5 separate regions of the Mus musculus genome follow, and all the other regions are linked to region 1. Evidence: chromatin contacts called from public Hi-C, HiChIP or PLAC-seq and promoter capture Hi-C data. All regions are on one chromosome and are shown on one strand. Each heading gives the region's core, a stretch centred on a gene start, on an enhancer-like site or on the middle of the called end of the contact. The rest is flanking DNA. Distances are from core to core; before and after follow the strand shown.

Region 1 (2,563 bases), core at 20-2,519:
AAAAAAAATCCCTCCACGTCCCAGGGTTTGATCGCGAACACACTATAAATAGAGAGTTTTCAAGCAGTGGATATTTGCTAACAAACTCAGTAAATACGCCCAAACAAACACCCACAGCCAAGTCTTGGCACAATTCCTCTATGGCTCCAACCCTTAGGCCCCAGCCCCGCACCATCAGCGTTCTTCCCAGCAGCAAGGAAATATCCCAAAACACTCTCCCAGCCCTACCTCGTCCAAAGCAAGCGGTGGCCTGGTTGGCCTCGCAGAAACAAGGCCTGATCCCTTTTCTCCCCTCCAGGCCCACGCGCCCCTCCTCAGAGTACACCTGCTGGTACCCACACACCTGCGAAGCTGCCTTTGGCTCTAGGAGAGGGCCAGACTTAGAGCATCTCGGGGGGCCCGGGAGTGCCTATGACGCCCGGCTGTGGCCAGCTTCCCTCGCTCTATCGAGCGACCCACTCACCACGGTTCCCGCCAGCCTGACCTGGAATATGGACGATGTGGCCAAGACAGATGTAGTGAGCTTCAGCCTCCTCTCAACCTGCCGGAACACCCATCCGAGGTAGACCACCCCTTTCGCCACACCTCCCCCAGTGCCGAGTGAGCTAGGCACTTAGAAACGACCTTCGGGATTCCCAAGACCAGGCGAGGTGACATCCCTGAGTCAACCTGGATAGGGGTGGGGGAGGGAGGCACAGAAGTACCCAAGCTTCCCGCCCTCAGTCTCTTGGTGAGAAAAGCCCTGCTGGGCCCTAGCCCCGTGAGTGACAAAAGAAGCCACCGTAGGGAGAAGTGCCGGGTCTCCCAGCTCCTACGCTCAGAGCCCGAGCGAGCCGCAGTCTAAAGCAAGAGGGAGCTGGGCGGGTTCGGAAGCAGGGGGACCACAGCGCACTCCCTGCCTGGGCAACTTCTACAGGTTGCGAGGGTGGCGAACCTGGTGGGAGGTTTCTCCCTGGCTAGGCCTTGGAACCCTGCCCCCCAAAATTATTTGTGATGGGAGAGAAAAAGAACCCTGGTTTTCGCATCGCGCCCCCACCCCTCCAGACCCAAACTAGAAGGTAAATACTTACTTAGCTTGGGAACAGGTACTAGCAAATACTCGGCAATACTGATGTCTTGTTTTTTTTGCTCTGCCCTGACCGCAACGCTGTAGCCAATTTAGATATGCTATAAATTTAAGAGGTTGCTATGGCCACGGCGCGCCCATTGGCCGCCCGGCCCCCTACGTGCCGCACCACGTCACCAAATCTGAATAAGGATGCGCGAATTAGGCGGCGGCCAGACAAAGATGAGGATCGGGACCGCTTGAAAGTGGGGGAAAGTGCCGGCGCCTCCGCCAACCGGGAAAGCCGCTCGCCAGTGCCGAAGCCAGCAGCCGCCGAGGACACCTGCTCGAAGCTGGAGCGAGCGCCCGGTCGCGACCCGTGACATGAGGCTGTGACCGCTGCCGCCCTCCACGCCACTCTGGGCAGTGCAGCGCCAGGCCGGAGAGCGTCGGAGGACTTGACCCCGAGAAGTCTTGGTTGATCCGTAACGGACTCGCCCCTACAGACTCGCCTACAGACTAGGAAGGCTGAGAGCCACAGCAGCGGGGACCGAGAGGGCCTAAGGGCCCAGGGGCCCCAAGGAGGACGAGGCGGCCCGAGCCGCCGGGGCGCGCGGCTATGATGGTGCACTGTGCTGGCTGTGAGCGGCCCATCCTCGACCGCTTTCTGCTGAACGTACTAGACCGCGCGTGGCATATCAAATGTGTTCAATGCTGCGAGTGCAAAACCAACCTCTCGGAGAAGTGCTTCTCACGGGAAGGCAAGCTATACTGTAAAAACGACTTTTTCAGGTAAGAGGCCCCGCCGCGCCCTGCTGCCTACCACTGGCTGGCCCGAGCTCTACTCTGGCTCCTTGGGAATTAAGGGACCAAGAGACCCACCCCAGCTTGGGAGGTGGGGGTGGGCAGATAGGCAGTCTGCCCTCCTCAAGCCCTGTCCTCTGCTTGTGGGATGCTGAGGTTGAGTCGAGGGAAAGGAGGAGGCTGTTTGGCTGCTTCACCTTGGGTCTGCCAGGCAGCAGCAGAGATCGGTCAGATGGCAGAGGCCCGGAAGCTCGGCAACTTGCTCTGGGCCCCTTCCCCCGACACCTGAGTCCCCAGGACAGAAGCCTCAAGACTCCCCTGTCCAGATCCCAAAGATGTGTCGGGAGTTCAGAGCAGCTAGGAGCTTCTTGTTCCACACAGTAAATCCTAAACCCAGAGGGTAATCTGAGGACAAACAGGAACTTCTCACTTCCAAAGGACCCTAGCTAAGAAGGGATCTCCTGGAGATGGGCGATGAGAACCTTCCCCTGGCCCCCCACCACCCTCACCCGATTAATTTTCTTCCTAGTTGGAGAGGCACTGAAGAAGTAGAAGGTGAAAATCAGCCGATCTGTTCTGAGATCTCCCTTCCCAAGTCCATACAGCCCCTCAAGGCAGGCCAGGACCCAGTGTCTCTGTGGGCCTCAGTTTCCCAAAATGAGAAATGCTATGGGGCAGCCTAGAAACGCGTGGGTTTTTTTTTTTTTTTTTTTT
Region 2 (2,563 bases), core at 38-2,537, 2.4 Mb before region 1:
CAAATACACAAGTCAAATTGTCGCCCCCTTTCCTGAGGACTCCTCGCAGCCCCCCGGGGGGAGGGGCGGGCTCTCCTTGGCAACCACACCCCAGCCTGGTGAAAATAGACACTTGATAAGGCCTCTCCGAGGAGGCCTACACAGAGATCCCAGAGGAAGAGGGGGGCTCGGTAGAAGGATCGAGCACCAAGGGAAGGCACTGTCAGCTTGGAGTGCGGGTGTGTCTGGGGTTGCTGGCGATGGGGGAGGGGGTCTTCCCCGGCCTGGAGAATGCAGATCCTCTGTAGACAGAAAACTTAGTTGCAGGAAGACATAGATCATGGCATATTTTAGAAACCCCAACATCCCGGGACCTGGGGAGCCCTTTCCTGCCCTCCACCCCACAGAGATCTGTCTGGGTTTTTAGAATTCTTGGAGACCTGAGGCGGTCCAGCCTACTCAGCAGCGATGCCCCACAGCTAAGCTTCCCTTGCTTCTCGGGTGGGAGCAGTTTCCGTGAACTCTGGGCAGCTGCAGGGAGGACGGGGGATCTTCAGGGAGGATCTCCAGGGGCAGACTCAGCTCCCCGGAGGCTCAGAGTGGGTGATAATCGGGGTTTCAGTGGTGGGGCCGGTTCTTCTGGCTCTGCCGAGACCCCTGGGTTGGCTAGAGTGGGCTCCTGAGAACGCCAGTTCCAAGGATGCGCACCCACGGCCGTGACTGGCGAGGTGAAAGATCGTGGGGATCCCAGCACTTCCAGCCAGAACAGACTCTTGGCAGCTAAACCGGACGTCACTAAGCAGAGCAGGGCATGGCGGGCTCCCAGGGCAGCCTTGAGGTTGAATGTTTCCCTCCCGGAGCACCAGCCCCTTCCTCATCAATTGAACAGGATTCCATGGTAACCCGGCGCCTTTCTCCCTCTGCGCCCTACGGTGAGCATCTCACCGCAACCCTATTTGGAGATGGAGAGATGGTGGTTAGACCAGCAGCAGGACTGGCCAGTCAGGACCTCCTATCTCATCAGGATCCCCGGGACTCATCGGTCTCACCTTCTCTACTCAGTCCACGCCTGTCACCTGCGATGCGCGCTCCTCTGGGCGCCCACCTAGGTGCAGGGCGCGGGGGAGGGGATCTTTCACACTGGGCACACTCGCGTGCCCTCCTCTGTCCCAGCGCCGAGGCTCCGCCGCTGGACCCCGCAGAGTGGGCGGAGGGATGCGGGTCGCGCTGCCCGCAAGCTCATCCCGCGGGGCTGCGGCAGGGGCAGAACCACGTCGTGTCCTCCCCCCACCCCCATTCCCGCCCCCGCGGCCGCGAGGGAAGCGGGCGAGCGCTAGGACCGCGCCGCTCCGCCTCCCGCCGCTATAAGAGGCCGCTCGAGCCCCACGCGGAACCGGCTCCGCGCCGCTGTCCCCGCGTCCCCACCCGGCTCCAACGCAGCGCAGCCCAGGCAGTCCCCGGCCTGCGTGGGGCGCCCGGGGCCCCGCGGCGCACCATGGGCGCTGCCCACTCGGCGTCCGAGGAGGTGCGGGAGCTCGAGGGCAAGACCGGCTGTGAGTACCACACCGTGGCCGGGAACCCTCGTTGGCGGGGACCATCGCCTGCATGCCCCCGCTTCGCGCCACCGTGCTGTGTGACCTTGGGCTAGTGGCTTGCCCTCTCTGTGCCCCGTTCTCGGGCTGCTTCTGATGGGTTCCCGCCAGCCGCCGTGCGGGCGACGCCGCTGGGAGGGGTTGGCAGCGACTCGGGCCTGGGGTAAGGGTGGCCCGAGAGGCGACTTGACCCAAGCCTCACCCGACCAGGGCGGAGCCCGGCAGGTAGCCGTGGCTTTGAGGGCCGGCGCCCCGGCAGCTCGGGAGAGCGCCGAGCGCGCGCTGCACCTGCAAGTCTGCGGCTGGGGAGCGGGGAGGAAAGTTTGGAAGTGGCGGGACCGGGAGGAGCCGCGCGGTCCGCGGTGACCTTAGGCGGGGGTCACCCTGCCGCCTCCCCGTGCGTCCCCACCCCCCGGCTGCAGGCTCGGGCACCGAGCCCAGCGTCCTCCAGGCTGGCCCGCACTCCCGGGACCGCAGAGGCCGGGCGGGGCGCGCCTGGGGGAAGCGCCCGTCCGCCCCGCGCTTGACCCTGGGCTCAGAAGCGACCAGGGGACCCGGACTTGCACGAGGGTGGGCAGGCGCGTGGACTCAACCTGTTTCGGTGGTGGGACAGAGCGGGTTGTGAGTTCTGCCAGGACTGTGTGACCTTGGACCAGTCAGTTCCCGTCTCAGTTTGCCTCCTCTGAGGAATGGGAGACTGGCGCACCCCCAGGGTTCCTGCGGCAGGAGGTTGCGGCTGAGTTGAGAGCACCCAGTCAGCCCCCCTCACCCCCCCAGAGGGGGACTGGGCTGGCACTCGCCTCCCCAGAGCCCGGTGAAGTCATAGAAAGTCCCCAGCTGCTGAGCGTCTACACCGCGCACACAGTATGCGAAGTGTGCAGCGGATCCGCGAGAGTCGTTTACACGACCCACTAAGGGCGCGCGCCATCGAGCCAGTCCCGGTGAGGGTCGACTGTGAGTGCGCTGCCTGGAGTGTGCGCACGGCGTGCAAG
Region 3 (2,563 bases), core at 28-2,527, 2.3 Mb before region 1:
CAGACCCATTAAATATCCTAAACTACAGTTACAAGAGGTCGTAAGCCACCTGGCACGGGTACTAGAAACCCAACTCCTGAAAAGCCTGTTGCGCTCTTAGCTACTGAGCCATCTCTCCAGCCCTTTCCCATCATTTCTCTAAACAACTTTCACTTACAGACAAGTATCCCCCCCACTGGGCTGTAGAAATTTTCTTTGAACCTGGTTTGAGTGAAACCATTAAAGCCTTCTCTTCTGACCTAACTCTTAACCTGGGAGCCATGGATCTTGTCAGGAGGGGTCTTGATTTGATTCTCCCGACTTGGTCAATGAGGCCGGAGAAAGAGGTTCCTGATTCTCCGAGGGACACATGCCCTCCAAAGGCTAAGAGCCTCCTAAAAATACTGACCAAAGGTTTCTTCTTCGCCGTAGTCCTTTCGTTTCTTCTGATTTATGGTTTATTTTTTTAATTTAGATAACACGTTACGTTAGGAAAATAAAAAAATACAGAGAAAAAAAAAAGAACATTAATTCCGTCCTCTGCTTTTTCTTGACCTTCCTCTCCGAAGTCAACCTTTCTTCCATGGTTTGGGACGTTTCTAGAATAGTATTTCTCCAACTCACACGTAGTCCTTTATGGGCGGATTCTTTTTAGCCGGGGGGGGGGGGGGGGGAAGGGTGTCCTGGATGTTTGCGAACATTCCTCAACCTTCTTACAAACCCAAGAATGCGCACACACCTACTGTCAACACCTCAAGATGTTTACAGGCAAAGCTGCTGAAGGAGAACCACTCGTTCCAGGGACATCTGGGTGTTCAGGGTTCCCGCTGTGCCCGCGTCCGCGACTTTCCCCACCATAGATGGTGGGCCCACAGGGAGAGACATCTTGTCCCCGGCCACTCACCAAGTCGCGGATGAGCTGATCCACCAGCGGCTCGGGCTCCGTGGCGTCGCGGTCTGGGGGTGAGCGCGATCGGCTGGACGTATCCTTCCTGTCGCCTCCCCGGCCAGGCCTGGGCGCCGGGGGTCGGCCCGCGCCCTCCAGCAGCCCCTGCGCCAGCCCCAGGTAGCCCGAGGCCGGCTCGCCTCGCGCTCCCGCCTCGGGCCTTCGCGGCGACCGCCGCTCCCCAGCCTCGAGCCGCCGCCGTCGCCTCAGCGCCTGTGACTGCGCCAACTCCTCCTGCCAGTGCCGGCGGAACTCCTCCAGGTTGTGGTCGTCCATGCTTGACGCGCCCAGGCCGACGCGGCACCCAGGGGCTGCCAGAATGGGGACGGACTGTCCATCCGCCGGAAGTGTCCGTAGTCGGCCTGGAGACTTCCGGGAGCGCGTCTTGTAGGTTCCGGGCAGCCACGCCCCTCTGCTTCGACATCCCTTGTTTTTGGCACCTTTGTACCAAGCAAGCCATGCTTTAAATGGCTGCTATATACATATTGCAAAAGGTCGCGTTTTTTAATGTAGCGGTTTTTATTGCATTTATTTATTTATTTAGTGCGTGCGTGTGTGTGTGTGTGTGTGTGTGTGTAGGTCACAGAACAAATTGGAGGATTCAGTTCTTGCCTTCCACCAAGTGGGTCTCAGGGATCGAACTCTCAAGTCACCAGGCTTCGCAGCAAGCATTCTTTTCTGCGGAGCCAGCCCAACCTGATGTTACCCTTCAGATCTACACACACCACACCCAATTAACCATCTCTGCCTTCTTAAAACTAACATTCCAATAAAACAGAGGTAAAGATTTTTTTGGGGGGGGGGGGGGTTCGAGACAGGGTTTCTCTGTGTAGCCCTGGCTGTCCTGGAACTCACTCTGTAGACCAGGCTGGCCTCGAACTCAGAAATCCGCCCACCTCTGCCTCCCAGTAAAGATCTTTTTAATGTGAATGTCTGAATCCGCAGGAAAGGTTATATAGAAAAATAAGAAATCGGGTCAGATAACAAAGTGATGGACAGAGGGAGGAGCCAATTAGTGGCCACCATGAAGCCAGGCGTGGTGGCGCACGCCTTTAATCCCAGCACTCGGGAGGCAGAGGCAGGTGGATTTCTGAGTTCGAGGCCAGCCTGGTCTATGGAGTGAGTTCCAGGACAGCCAGGGCTACACAGAGAAACGCTGTCTCGAAAAACAAAAACAAAACAAAACAAAACAAAAACAAAAACAAAAACAAAAACAAAAAAAGAGCTGTCATGAAGACCTCTCTGAGGAAATGCCATTTAAGCTACTAGCTGATAAACAGGGGGTGGGGAGGGGGGCGGGGAAACAGCTATGGAAAATCAGCAGAGATTTCCAGGACTACAGGTCCAAAGTCGGTACCGTAGGAAAGGATCTGTGAAGGAATGTTCTGGAAGGAACCCCCACCTCCCGTTGAGTCTTCCACAAGGCTGCTTAGCTCATCAGAACTGCAGCCACTGTGGGAAGGTTGGAATGTTGCAAGTCTAGAGTGTAATAATGGTTTGTCTTGGGCTATCATTAGCGCCCCCTATTAATCATTCTGTTCCTGCCTCTGTGTCAAACCTAGCTCCCCTGTGACTGTCAGTCAAACCTAGCCCCCCTGTGACTGTCAAACCTAGCCCCCTTGTGACTGTCAGGAGAAA
Region 4 (2,563 bases), core at 34-2,533, 2.2 Mb before region 1:
ACAGAGTCAGTGCCAGAGGCATAGAGTGGTAAGGGAACCTGCTCCAAGTCTCTCAGCTTGAAAAAAAAATTGCTGGACTTAGCAGGTATGTTAAGACGATGGAAGCCAGTAGCAATACTTTTTGTTTTGTTTTGTTTGCTCTTTGAGACAGGGTTTCTCTGTGTAGCCCTGGCTGTCTAGAACTCACTCTGTAGACCAGGCTGGCTTCGAACTCAGAAATCCACCTGCCTCTGCCTCCCCAGTGCTGGGATTAAAGGCATGCGCCACCACGCCCGGCTAGCAATACTTTTAATAGCTTGAATTCCCACAGAAAAGGCTGGTTTTGTGTTTCCTCCTGAGCCTGGGCACCAAAGTACATAGCAAATGTTGGAAGGGTCCAGTTGCAGTTAAGCCTCCTTCTGGTCACCTGATTCTCTGAATGGCCATGGTGGGGAAGGCCCCATGACAGTTCTTTCAAAACTGTACAGAGAGCCAGGGGTTCCCCCTGGGAAGTTAAGGGTCCAGCAAAGGCAGGTAGATAGCTTCACTGTCTGCATCTACAGCCTGGATGTACCCCAAAGCCTCCTCTAATGGGGGGGGGATAAATGAAAAATACTGTAGTCTTGAGGGCAGAGGGGCTCCTCAGCCCCATTTCCTGTTTGCATTTTTTTTTTTTCAAGCTGACAAAGAGGGCTGAAAATAAAGGCTTGTTTTTCTAGGAAAATGACTTCCCAGGCTGCTGGGATGTTGGGGCCTCAGCTGCCAGCACCCTCAGGACAAAACAGCGCCAGCGACCATCTGAAGGGCAAAGCCAGGGACGGAGGGGCGCATCGGGACTCCTCCAAGAGAGGAGGCTCCTACCTGACCTCTGAGCTCTGGGAGAAGAAGCTGGAAAGACTGCTGAGAGGAACACAGGAAAAAAAAAAAAGAGGCAGAGAGGACAATGGGGAAAAAGACTGGGCCAAAGACAGGAGAGAAATGAGCTAGTCAGTGGCCTGATAGAAAAGGCTACTGAACAGGTTGGCCAGGAGTTTATAATCCTCCTGCTGCAGACTCCCAAGGGCTGGGATTACAGGTACCACACCAGGCCTGTTTTATAATCTCCTTCTTTAGCACATGTCAAGCAGGAACTAACTGCACAGCCAGAGCCCCTCTGAGAGGGAGGTGGTTATGACCAAATCCATGCACGAGATTAGACAACTCAAACACTAAGCCATTTAGAGGACTATCTGAGCAGAGAGCGAAGGGACAGTAAAGGAGACGGGCTGCCTGGTGGGTGAGGAGAGGCTGTGCATGGAAAACTTAGTGCTCTCACGCTGTCCCCACAGCTGATCAGAGGCAGAGAAGCAAGGGCTTAATTCTGTGGGGTGCTTCAAGACATCCGTGAGTTAGTTAGAAAACAAGAGCCTAAGAAATATAGTGAGATGTGAGAAGAGGGGAAGATGAGGGAAGAAGGAGAGAGGAGGAGGAAGGAGCAAGAAGAAGCGAACGCTGGCAGGAGAAAGAAGGGGAGAGCAACCCAGAATCTAGGAAGCTGGGGTGGGGCCACCGGCTCTGCGTTGCTTGGCAACAGGCGCTGCGATGCCGTCAGCGGCCTGCCAGCCTCTCCCAGGTGGATGAGATCATCGTGGCCTCCCCAGCTCCCCACAACAGGCTCCTTGCCAGCAATCTGGAGTGCCCCTGGCCCGCGGGACGGCGCAGGACGATGACATCACTCACGCACCAAGAGACCTCGGAGCCCAAGGAGTGCGGAGCTCTTTGGGTGACTGACAGTCTAGGCGATGTTTCAGACTTGCGGCTGTACTGTGTCCTTAGCAGGCTTCGCATTTAAGGCAGCCGGGTGTCCCAGCTCCAGGACGGGGCCAAGCCCACTGCAGAGAAACCTGACCATTGTAGTCACCACTGAGAGCCCTTCCCATTGACCCAAGTCTCCAGGATGCGGTTTTATGTGTATGAATGTATGCATGTGTGTCTCTGTCTGCATTAGGTATGCACACCATATGTGTGCTTGGTACCCACGGAGGTCAGAAGACAGTATTGGGTGCCCTGGAATTGGAGTTACAGATGGCTGTAAACAGCCTTGTGGGTGCTGGGAGTCAAATCCAGGTCCTCTGCAAGAGCAGCCTGGGCTTTTAACTGCTGTGCCATCTTTCCAGTGCCCAAGATTTACTTTCACTCTTGAGTAGTACAGACTGTGATCTGATGGCTTATGGTTGATGATCACCACCAAAGGGGGTGGGCCCTGCCTCCTCACCTGGAACTTTTATTCAATCCCTACACCACACCAGTGTTTGTCAGACTGTGCATGATAAATATTTTAGAGGTGAAGGCAAAAAATTATGGGCTTGGGTAGTGTTGACAGTCAAACTCCAGTCTGACTTGGAAGTAAAACTGGGTATATTCCATGTTTGCTCCGTGCATGATCAATAGCTTTGTTGAGAATGGAGACAGACAAATGTACAAAAGGCAGACATGTGGACAACGGAAAAGGAGATAGATGGCCACAGAAAGTGTCATGGGAGTTCCATTATGTCTTTCCTTTAAAATCTGCACATATTTCTAAATTTTTTCTTTTGTTTTTCGA
Region 5 (2,563 bases), core at 28-2,527, 2.2 Mb before region 1:
GCCATAAGAACTCCAGGTACCTCTGGACACTTTAAAGTTAAGAGTTCCTGCCTCCGGGCCTTTGTACCTGCTGTTCCTTCCCTGGCATGGTTTTCCAGCTGAGGGTTACAGGCTACCTCCCCACAGCACTTACCAGTCATTGACATGTGGGTTTGTTTACTATGACCCTTGAGAGGTCCTGTGTCTGGGCTGCCCGTCCACCTTGGAGTTGCAGAGATGGAAGGCCAACGTCTCTGTAGAGATTAGATCACCTTGATTTTCCCCAGCGACAGATCCGCACACACCTCGTCCTACCTCCCGCACCAATAGAAAGCCAAGAAAGAAGGGCAAGGCTTGGAGAGAGACTCCATATGGCTACTGCTCCTGCAGAAGATCTAAGTCCAGTTCCCAGCACCCACAAGGGTGGCTCACAACTACCTGTACCTCCAGCTGTAAGTGATCTGACTCCCTCTACTGACCTCGGAGGGCACCTGCACTCCCATGGGCAAACCCACTCTAACATATAATTAAAAAATAAATACATACATAAATAAAATCTTTAAAGAAATAAAGAATATGCTTCCATGAACAGGCTCAGTTTCCCGGCATATTTTCCCTACAGAGAAAGATCCATCTCTTAGCCCAGGCCAACACAAATGGGTGCGGAATTAATTAATTCTGCACAGCCTTCTCGGCTGCAGCTAGCTAGGAAGCCACAGGCTAAGGTGCCTGCCTTTTCTGCAAGATTAAATTAGCTAGGAAAAGACTCCTTGGTATCATCGTCATATTCAGGCAAGCCCTCTATCACCTAGCTACACTCTCAACCAGGCCGTTTTATAAAGAAAGAAACTGTCATCCATCAGGTAACATGTCTCAAGAATTTGCAATCTGGCTTGATACTCCGGGTGGCCCCACTACTCCTTATCCTCGGGGAAACTAAAACACGGTATCCCCAAGTTTCCACCTACAAGCTTTGAGAAAACGTCATAAATTAAATGCCCACGATTCTGTGGCAAACGGGCGGTACAAGTAGGCTCGTATTGACTCCTGGAGCCCACAGGATGCTACAGAATGAATGAATGGACCATCTCCGTCCCACACACCCTGGTCCTCCCTAGGAGGCTGCACGGTCCCCTACAGGACGCTTGGGCGCGAGCGGCGTCCCCAGACCGGACGGCGAAGCGCCTTTGCCGCCAGGCTCGCGGGGTCACAGGGTAGCAGCGGCCGAGCATAGCCTTCATTTACCTGCCAGACACTGCAGCAATCACGGCCTCTGCTAATCCAGCCTAGCCAATCCCTGGCGTGGCCAGGGCGCCACGTGACTTCCGGCCGGCAGTGCCACCGAGAACGCGATCGGCGCTAGGACCCTCGCACAGGGAGGCCTGCCTCTAGTCCGAGAAGGTCCGCCCCTGCCGTCACATTCAGCCAATGGAGAGCCGAGGCTCCGGCAGAACCAATGGCGAGGAGGCATGGAGGGGCCTGGCGTTGGCGTCACTAGGTGGGGCGGGGCGTGCGGCGGATCACGTGGCCGGCGCGTTGGCTGCGGGAAGGTAAAGCAGTGCTGGAAGCGGATTGCAGGGGTCATGCCGTGGGGTCGTCTCTGCGCCTGCGCCCTACCGGGATGCTGAACCTGGCGGCGCTGCTGTGGCGCCGGCTCCTGCGCAAGCGCTGGGTGCTCGCCCTGGTTTTCGGCCTCTCGCTAGTTTACTTCCTCAGCAGCACCTTCAAGCAGGTAAGCGACTTCTCTCAGGACCTCCGTCCTTCCGATCCTGCTTCCTCCCTCAAATACTATGTCCTTCTCCCCATCGTTCTTCTAATCCTCCTCCTGAGCACTCCTCCCTCTGATCTAAAATCCTCCTTCAGCCCTTCTCCCTCCGTTGCGTTGTCCTCTGCCCTTCTCCTTTCCCCTCCCTAGCTCCCTCCGTCCTCCACTCCTCCTCCTCCCTCGAATTCTCTGCCTCCCCATCCTCTGTTCTCCTCTGCCCTCCAACTTCTTACCTCTCACCCTCTGTTCTTTTCCAACCCCTCCTCCTCGATCCTCACAGTTCCTCCCTCCCTTGATCCTCTGTCCTCTGATGCTCCTCTCTCCTGTCCTCCACCTTGTAGTCCTCCTGATATGCAGCCATTCAGTCCTCCCTCTGAGCCTCTGAGCCTCTTCCTTTCAGTCCCTGGATCATCCATTGGTCCTCCCTTCAGCTCTCTAGTCCTCAACCCTCTAGTCCTCCTCCCTCCGATTGTGTGATCCTCCTCCTGTCCTCCTGTGAATCGAAGGCCGCTAAGGGAGGCGTCCCACTGCAGGTCTTTGTACCGCCCCTCTTCCGTGCGGGATCTGGCTGGTAGGCCAGGCAGAATGGGGTCCTCAGACCTGTGCACCCTCCTCTGTCGCGTTCCCTGCTCCGCACAGCCCCAGGCTTCTTGATGGGCAGGAGGTAGAGATGGCTAGACCAGGAAGTGGCCAAGGGCTCTCTGTGCCTGTTCACCTGGGTGACCCAACAGGCTCCCTTTTGGGGCACAACTTGGTTGGGTAGATTTTTATTTTTTATTTTTTTATTTTTAATTTCTCAACCTCCCTTTCCCGTTTTTG

Evidence for each region. Promoter capture Hi-C pulls out the DNA fragments that hold promoters and counts their contacts. A called contact is a pair of places that touch in the nucleus more often than the background predicts. HiChIP or PLAC-seq counts read pairs in DNA pulled down with a chosen protein or histone mark.
Region 2: a contact with region 1 is called in a Hi-C map of embryonic stem cells, with 10 times the contacts expected there. The contact joins the promoter of Tesc here to the promoter of Lhx5 in region 1. A contact is called at or near these places in 2 of 39 promoter capture datasets (both in embryonic stem cells), 8 of 484 Hi-C or Micro-C datasets (embryonic stem cells and stem cell-derived epiblast-like cells) and 3 of 115 datasets of contacts at active chromatin or transcription factors (all in embryonic stem cells).
Region 3: a promoter capture Hi-C map of embryonic stem cells shows a contact between it and region 1, with 3 times the contacts expected there. The contact joins the promoter of Fbxw8 here to the promoter of Lhx5 in region 1. A contact is called at or near these places in 4 of 39 promoter capture datasets (embryonic stem cells, liver and maxillary cranial neural crest), 6 of 484 Hi-C or Micro-C datasets (all in embryonic stem cells) and 2 of 9 other capture datasets (embryonic stem cells and liver).
Region 4: a contact with region 1 is called in an H3K4me3 HiChIP or PLAC-seq map of embryonic forebrain, with 4 times the contacts expected there. The contact joins the enhancer-like site here to the promoter of Lhx5 in region 1. A contact is called at or near these places in 5 of 39 promoter capture datasets (cranial neural crest, hippocampal neurons, liver and 2 more) and 1 of 115 datasets of contacts at active chromatin or transcription factors (embryonic forebrain).
Region 5: a promoter capture Hi-C map of embryonic stem cells shows a contact between it and region 1, with 2.7 times the contacts expected there. The contact joins the promoter of Rnft2 here to the promoter of Lhx5 in region 1. A contact is called at or near these places in 3 of 39 promoter capture datasets (embryonic stem cells, hippocampal neurons and liver) and 1 of 115 datasets of contacts at active chromatin or transcription factors (embryonic stem cells).

The regions. Positions count from the first base shown.
Region 1 is chr5:120,430,617-120,433,179 of GRCm38.p6, forward strand. It overlaps Lhx5 (LIM homeobox protein 5), which reads left to right and starts at 1,270. Exons shown (of 5, transcript NM_008499.5): 1 at 1,270-1,837. The coding sequence starts at 1,665. Gm27199 (predicted gene 27199) reads right to left here and starts at 1,151. Exons shown (of 2, transcript NR_166585.1): 1 at 1,071-1,151. It overlaps Gm31976 (a long non-coding RNA gene), which reads right to left and starts at 1,064. Exons shown (of 2, transcript XR_878743.1): 1 at 464-1,064.
Region 2 is chr5:118,026,456-118,029,018 of GRCm38.p6, forward strand. Tesc (tescalcin) reads left to right here and starts at 1,288. Exons shown (of 8, transcript NM_021344.4): 1 at 1,288-1,532. The coding sequence starts at 1,475.
Region 3 is chr5:118,154,181-118,156,743 of GRCm38.p6, forward strand. It overlaps Fbxw8 (F-box and WD-40 domain protein 8), which reads right to left and starts at 1,278. Exons shown (of 11, transcript NM_172721.2): 1 at 884-1,278. The coding sequence starts at 1,201.
Region 4 is chr5:118,212,983-118,215,545 of GRCm38.p6, forward strand. All of the region lies in intron 7 of Rnft2 (ring finger protein, transmembrane 2), which reads right to left. Among named protein-coding and RNA genes, the nearest start is that of Rnft2, 31 kb to the right of the region's middle. Within about 2 kb of position 1,284, at least 159 of the 459 cell types and tissues checked have an H3K27ac peak or open chromatin away from gene starts, as enhancers often do. A contact at or near this core is called in embryonic forebrain and hippocampal neurons, where this site is marked.
Region 5 is chr5:118,243,748-118,246,310 of GRCm38.p6, forward strand. It overlaps Rnft2 (ring finger protein, transmembrane 2), which reads right to left and starts at 1,278. Exons shown (of 11, transcript NM_001109902.1): 1 at 1,225-1,278. It overlaps Spring1 (SREBF pathway regulator in golgi 1), which reads left to right and starts at 1,480. Exons shown (of 5, transcript NM_001081236.1): 1 at 1,480-1,711. The coding sequence starts at 1,601.